Regions from separate parts of the Sus scrofa genome. Here region 2 is linked to region 1. Evidence: chromatin contacts called from public promoter capture Hi-C data. All regions are on one chromosome and are shown on one strand. The core of a region is the stretch at or near the end of the contact, and the rest is flanking DNA. Distances in the headings are between cores, read along the strand shown.

Region 1 (2,979 bases), core at 303-2,802:
GTAGGAGCTGTAGCTGCCAGCCTACGCCAGAGCCACAGCAAGGACAGAGCCCAGCTGTGTCTGTGACCTACACCACAGCTCAAGGCAACACTGACGGATCCTTAACCCACTGAGTGAGGCCAGGGATGGAACCCACGTCCTCATGGATGCTTAGTCAGATTTGTTCCACTGAGCCATGATGGGAACTCCCTGAAGCTTTAGTTTTATTTTTATTTGTCTTTTGTCCTTTTAGGGTCACACGGGGCATATGGAGGTTCCCAGGCTAGGGGTTTAATCGGAGCTGTTGCTACCAGCTTACACCAGAGCCACAGCAAAGGCCAGATCCTAGCCGCATCTGCAACCTACACCACAGCTCACGGCAATGCAGGATCCTTAACCCACTGAGCGAGGCCAGGGATGGAACCTGAAACCTCATGTTTCCTAGTCGGATTCATTTCCACTGCGCCACGACGGGGAACTCCTGGGGCTTTAGTTTGAAAATGAACTGTCCCAGGGATTGATTATAGGCGATCTTCTCACTGGGGCCAATCCTGGCATCTCAACTGGGTTGAGGGGGAGTGGGAGGAGTCACGGGAGAGGGTGTGGCCAAGCAGCCCAAAGGCATCCCTGGTAAGATAAGGACTGGGCCTCCAGACACCCTACCCTGAGGATTTTCCCAGCACACTTGGCCACAATCCTCTGGATGGATGAGAAATGGGCAACAGGACCCTTCACTCAGTAACTGAGCCTTAGCTAACACAGACAGCCAAAGAGCTGGGGCTGCCTTCATTTCTCTACTCCCAGTGTTCTCGCAAGGACCCCCAGGGGCCCTCACGGAGGGTCTGCAGGAATGAAGGATGAAGGAAAAAGGATGATAAAGAATGAAGGAGGTGTGGATGGATGCAAGACGCGGAACCAAGGCAAACCGTTAGGTACCTGGCCCTGAAGTGTCCTCCCAGGGCCCAAGACAGATCACAGATGAGAAGAGAAAGCGGGAGTAGGGAGCCGTGGGAGCAGGTACAGTGGGGGCGTCACCATTTCCAAAGAGGAGGGTATGAGGTGGGTGGAGCGATGGGGAACTTGTCTAGAAGATGCGTTTGCCTGGCAAACACAACTGTGTTCTGGGGATGCTGGTCTTGGAGAGGCAGCTGAAAGGGATAAGGCTGCGAAGGGGGCACAGTCCATTCCTGATTGGATGGTTGGATGGATGGATGGATGGATGGACGTCTGGATGGATGGACGGAGTGAGTGAGTGAGTGAGTGAGCGAGCGAGCGAGGCAGCGAGCGAGCAGTAGACGGAACCTCAGACTTCCCCAGGGCGGAGCCCCGCGCCGGGCAGGGGTCACTGCGAGGCCCGCGGACGGGAAGGGGGCGCAGGCGCGGCGGGTGCCAAGGCCCTCCCTTGGGGGCGGGGGCGGGGAGGGCTGGGGGTGGGGTTAGAGAAAAGGACGCGAACGGGATCCAAACTTCCGGTGCCTGCGGAGCCCGGAGCGGCGGTGCTACAGATCCAGGCTGCGCCGGTGGTGGCTGCACGGGCAGAGGCTGCAGGGCGGACGCACGGCCGGGCGCAGCCATGGTGAAGATCAGCTTCCAGCCGGCGGTGGCCGGCATCAAGGGCGACAAGGCCGACAAGGCTTCGGCCTCGGCCTCCGCCCCGGCGCCCGCCCCGGCCGCTGAGATCCTGCTGACGCCGGCTCGGGTGAGAGGGGCCCCGGGGTCTCAGGCGGGGGGCAGGGGACCCAAGCGCGTCTTGCCGATTCTGGCGACTGCCTGAGGCGCGTCGGGACCCCGGCGCGGGGGTGGGAGTCCGGAATGGGTCATCCATCCTAAAGTGGGGAGGGGGCTTGGGTCCTGTTCTTAAGTGGCAGCCGAAAGCGTCATTCCGAAGAGTGGGGGTGGGGGGGTTCCGAGTCGCTGGTCCCAGGTGGGGAAGTGCTCGGGGTTTCTGCCAAAAGTGGAGGGGGCCCCAGGTGCCTGGCCTCAAATAGGGGGAGGGGGCTGGTCCCAAGAAGTTGGAGAAATGTTGGTGGGGGTGTAGGAATCTGGTTCCAATCAAGGAGGGGCCGAGAGTCGAGTCCCCAGGTGGGGGATGGGAGGAGGGTTGGACATTGTTTCCCCAAAGTAGGGCGGTGGGTTGTGATTGGTGGGGAATTGGGGGGGGGGCGCGTCTGCTGCCGACGAAGGAGGAGGGACTCTTGATTTCGTCCCTCCGGGGGACTGGTGGGGGAGAAGGATGTGCTGCCAGCCTCACCTGAATTTGGTGGATCAGAAAGTGATGAAACATGAAATGGAAATAAACCAGAACCGGCCTGGCCGCTCGTCTGGGATTCGAGATTCGAGATTCTTAGGAGACTGGGCGCTCCGATCCCATCCCAGCCCCTGCCGGCCTTCTTGCTCTCTTCTTCTTTCCTCCCTCGGCTGTCTCTAGCTCGGGGCTACCCCTTCCACCCGGTTGGGAGGCTCCTCTGCAGGCAGCCCCGGTGCCTTCCCCGCATCCCGGCCGCGCTTTGTGGGGGCGGGCCTCGGTGCACCCCGCCCCCTCCATCGTCCTCCCCCTCCTCCCCTTTCCCTCCGGCCTGGGGGAGAGGAGGCATTTCCGCCGTGGAAAACTGTCTGAGCTGCGTGGAGTCTGACCGGGGGAGGGCCCGAAGGGGGCTGGACGCGTGGCGGCAAGGAGGGGAGGGCGAGCTGGTCCAGCCAGCCTTTAGAGTGCCCGGGCAAAGGTGTGTACGTCGCCCCTGGAGGTCTTGGGGCCCAGCTCCCGTCCCCTGCACTCCCGGGCTGGCTTTTGAGGAGTCTTCCTCAGCGTCAAGGCCCCTCCCGAAGTTGATGGCTCAGACTAAAGCTTGCGGGGAGGGGGCGGGGCGCGGCGGCTGCAGGACGTCCGGCCCTGGAACAGGGGACACAGGAGAGGGTCCTCGGACGTGGGTGTCCCAGCCAGAGCAAAGATCCCTGAGTGCAGAATGCCAGGAAGAGCCTGGGCAAGTTCCCCTGCCCTGG
Region 2 (2,935 bases), core at 165-2,664, 120 kb after region 1:
TTTCCTGAAGATCCTTCTTGGCACTTTAACAGAACTCTGGTGTCTGGTGAGTTATTAGAGGAAATATATTTTAAATATATATATTAAATATTAATATCAATAATATTAATAATAATAAATAGTTGGTGTTGTTAATACTTAATAATATTAAAATATTAAATCTTTAGTATATTATATTGATTATATTAATATATCTTCCATGGTTCTCGGCACAGAGCTGCTGAGCCCCTTGTAATTTCCTAAGTGATACGAGCACTAAGAGCATCTTTTGTTCTATTATTTGGTCTTTGACCCTGGTTCCTGGGTCTGCGCTTCTAGAGCCCTTGGAATTTCCTGGGTGATAGAAGCGTCTTTGGTTCTAAGGAGACCACTCTGGGTGGGCTCCTGGATGGGAGCTTGTCACCAGAAAGACCAGCCATGATTAGAAGCTTGGATTTTCCAGCTCCCTCCGCCCATTCTCTAGAGAGGGCAGAGGGTCTGGAAATGGAGTTAATAATTGAACATTCTACAGAAAGGAGGGCAGAGGTGCTGGAAATGGAAATAATAATTGGTCTTGCCTGTGTAAGGAGGCCTCCCCCAAACCCCCAGTGGTATGGGGGTGTGGAGCGCTTCCAGGCTGGTAAACACAAGGGCAGGGAGACTGATGCACCTGCACAGGGCATGGAAGCTCCACAGCCCTCCCCACATACCTGGCCCACTACCTCCCTTCCAGCGGGATGTTCACCTGTATCCTGCATCATATCCCTTTGTAATAAACCGCTGAGCAGTAAGTAAAGTGTTCTCCTGAGTTCTGTGAACCGCTCTAGCAAATTAATCAAATCAGAAGAGGGGATCATGGGGATCTCCTATTTACAGCTGATCAGTCAGAAGCACAGGTGACAACCTGCACTTGGGATCAGCCTGGGAGAAGCAGAGGGCAGTCTTGAGGGACATTGCCCTTAACCTGTGGGACCTGACACTTTCTTTAGATAGTGCAGAATTGAGTAAAACTGTAGGACACAGAATTTCGGGGGGGATGGAGGGGACACCATATATTTGGTCCCGGAACTGTCAGCAGTGAAGTGTTCCATGTGAGACATAAAAGAGAAATACAGGCAGGAAAGACTGTGTTTTTCAAATGCACAGCCATAGAAAACGAACTGGAGGACCCCCAACCATCTCTTGCAGCTCCATTAGTCTATACTAGCCCAGGACTCCGACTCCCAGATCACTCAGGGAGCAGCCAGGCTGAGCCAGGGTACCACCTGCCTACTAGGGTGCCGTCACCTAGAACCAGTCTCTCTGCTGCTCACTGCTTTTCAAATCGTCCAAGTGCAGTCTACTGCTTTTTAAACGTCCCGAATGCACAAAAACCCATTTTATTTGGAGACTTGGGCATAACGGCCCACCCATGGGATAAAGGGATTGTGCTTTTGACACCAAAGACATACGAAACGATAGTGAAACTAATCACAGCCGGCACTACACAGGCGCCCAGCAGCAACCTGCCTAAATGGGAAAATTTCCAAGGAATAGCGGGCAGAGACCCTTGGTCACGACAGGAAGAGGTAGGGCGCCAGGGGTATTGTGACATGCTCCAGGGAAGGGCAGCATTTCCCTTGGCCATCGGAGGACTGGGCCCAGAGGGACAAGGGAGCCGGACCGGACATGGAGCCTGGGGCTCAGCCCTCCGGAGCCCCGGGGGAGGGGAAGGCCGAGCCTCAGCAAGAGGCGCCTGTCCAGGCCATCGAGGGCCACGGCCAGGTAGTGCTGCTGAGCGAGCTCTGGAAGCAGGATGAGTGCTGCGTAACCCTGCAGAACGTTCTGGAGCAGGACATGACCGGTCGGCCGGCCCGACCCTCGTCCACTCGAGCCACGAGCGGCCACAGCAGCTCCAGTAACTGCTCCAGGCGGCAGCCCAAGCGCTCCCGAGACAGCTCGTGGAGATGCGCCGACTGCCCGGCCGCCAAGTCCCAGCGCTGCACGCAGGAGCACAGCAAGACCAGGGACCCGCGGGACTGCAAGTGCGAGGCGGCTCCGGCTCCGGCTGCGGCAGGGACCTCGGGCTCCGAGTCGGCGGAGGACTCGGGGTCCGACTGCCAGAACCCCAGGCAGCCGCGGACGTCGGCCGGGCCCCGCGCGCGGCTGCTCCTGGTGCTGTGCCGCGCGTCCGCGCTGCGCTCGCAGCTGCCGCGGCTGCAGCTGCTCCTGCAGCAAGTGCGCGCCCGGGACCGCCGCCCGCCCGTCGCGCTCGTCGGGATCATCGTGCAGCCACGGCACGACGAGGAGGCGGAGGCGCGGCGCCGTATGGAGGCCCTGCTGTGCGGCGCCTTCGCCCCGCACAGCCCCGCGGTGGAGGTGCACACGGCCGTGTTCCGCCCCAGCTGCCGGGAGGGCGCCCTGGACATCCAGCGCGCCACCTGCGGAGCGCGCAAGGTCGCGGCACGGGGTTGCGTCCCCCTCGTGGATCGGGCGACTCAGACGGATGGTGAGGGGCCCGAGGGCGGGGGGTGGGAACGCCAGGTTGCCCCCGCGTGTCCCCGGGTGGGAAACTTTAAATACGGAGGGAGTCTCCTGACCCCGCTGGTCCCAAGTAGTGGACAAATGCTCTATGTCACGGTCCCCTGTCCTCACTCCTCCACTTACACCGTTGGGGGTAAAGATGACCTAGACTCACCCCAGGTGTCTCTCGGGCCCAAAATGTGCTAATTAATTTGTATTGAAACCTCCCACCTACCGACCCGACTCCCTTCCCTTTGACCACTGCCCCTAATAATCAAGCCTTTCTAAAGTAAGGATTTGGGAGTTTGCAGTTTGGGAGCCCGTTCCCTCCTCGCCACATCCCCTCCTCCTTGCTTGGTTCTTTAGTCTTCTCCTCCAAGGGATCACAACTGCAATAAAAAACGCATGCCTCCCCCGAGCCAGACGCTGCTCTAAGGGCTTTTCCAGACGTATC

What was found. Promoter capture Hi-C pulls out the DNA fragments that hold promoters and counts their contacts.
Region 2: a contact with region 1 is called in a promoter capture Hi-C map of fetal liver, with 2.0 times the contacts expected there. The contact joins the enhancer-like site here to the promoter of ITM2C in region 1. A contact is called at or near these places in 3 of 5 promoter capture datasets (fetal liver, fetal skeletal muscle and liver), 18 of 47 Hi-C or Micro-C datasets (adipocytes, alveolar macrophages, brain and 12 more) and 1 of 2 datasets of contacts at active chromatin or transcription factors (alveolar macrophages).

The regions. Positions count from the first base shown.
Region 1 is chr15:131,613,335-131,616,313 of Sscrofa11.1, forward strand. It overlaps ITM2C (integral membrane protein 2C), which reads left to right and starts at 1,553. Exons shown (of 6, transcript NM_001123131.1): 1 at 1,553-1,678. The coding sequence starts at 1,553.
Region 2 is chr15:131,736,722-131,739,656 of Sscrofa11.1, forward strand. No RefSeq gene overlaps it. Among named protein-coding and RNA genes, the nearest start is that of SPATA3, 5.3 kb to the right of the region's middle. Within about 2 kb of position 1,415, at least 12 of the 83 cell types and tissues checked have an H3K27ac peak or open chromatin away from gene starts, as enhancers often do. A contact at or near this core is called in fetal liver, retroperitoneal adipose tissue and undifferentiated spermatogonia, where this site is marked.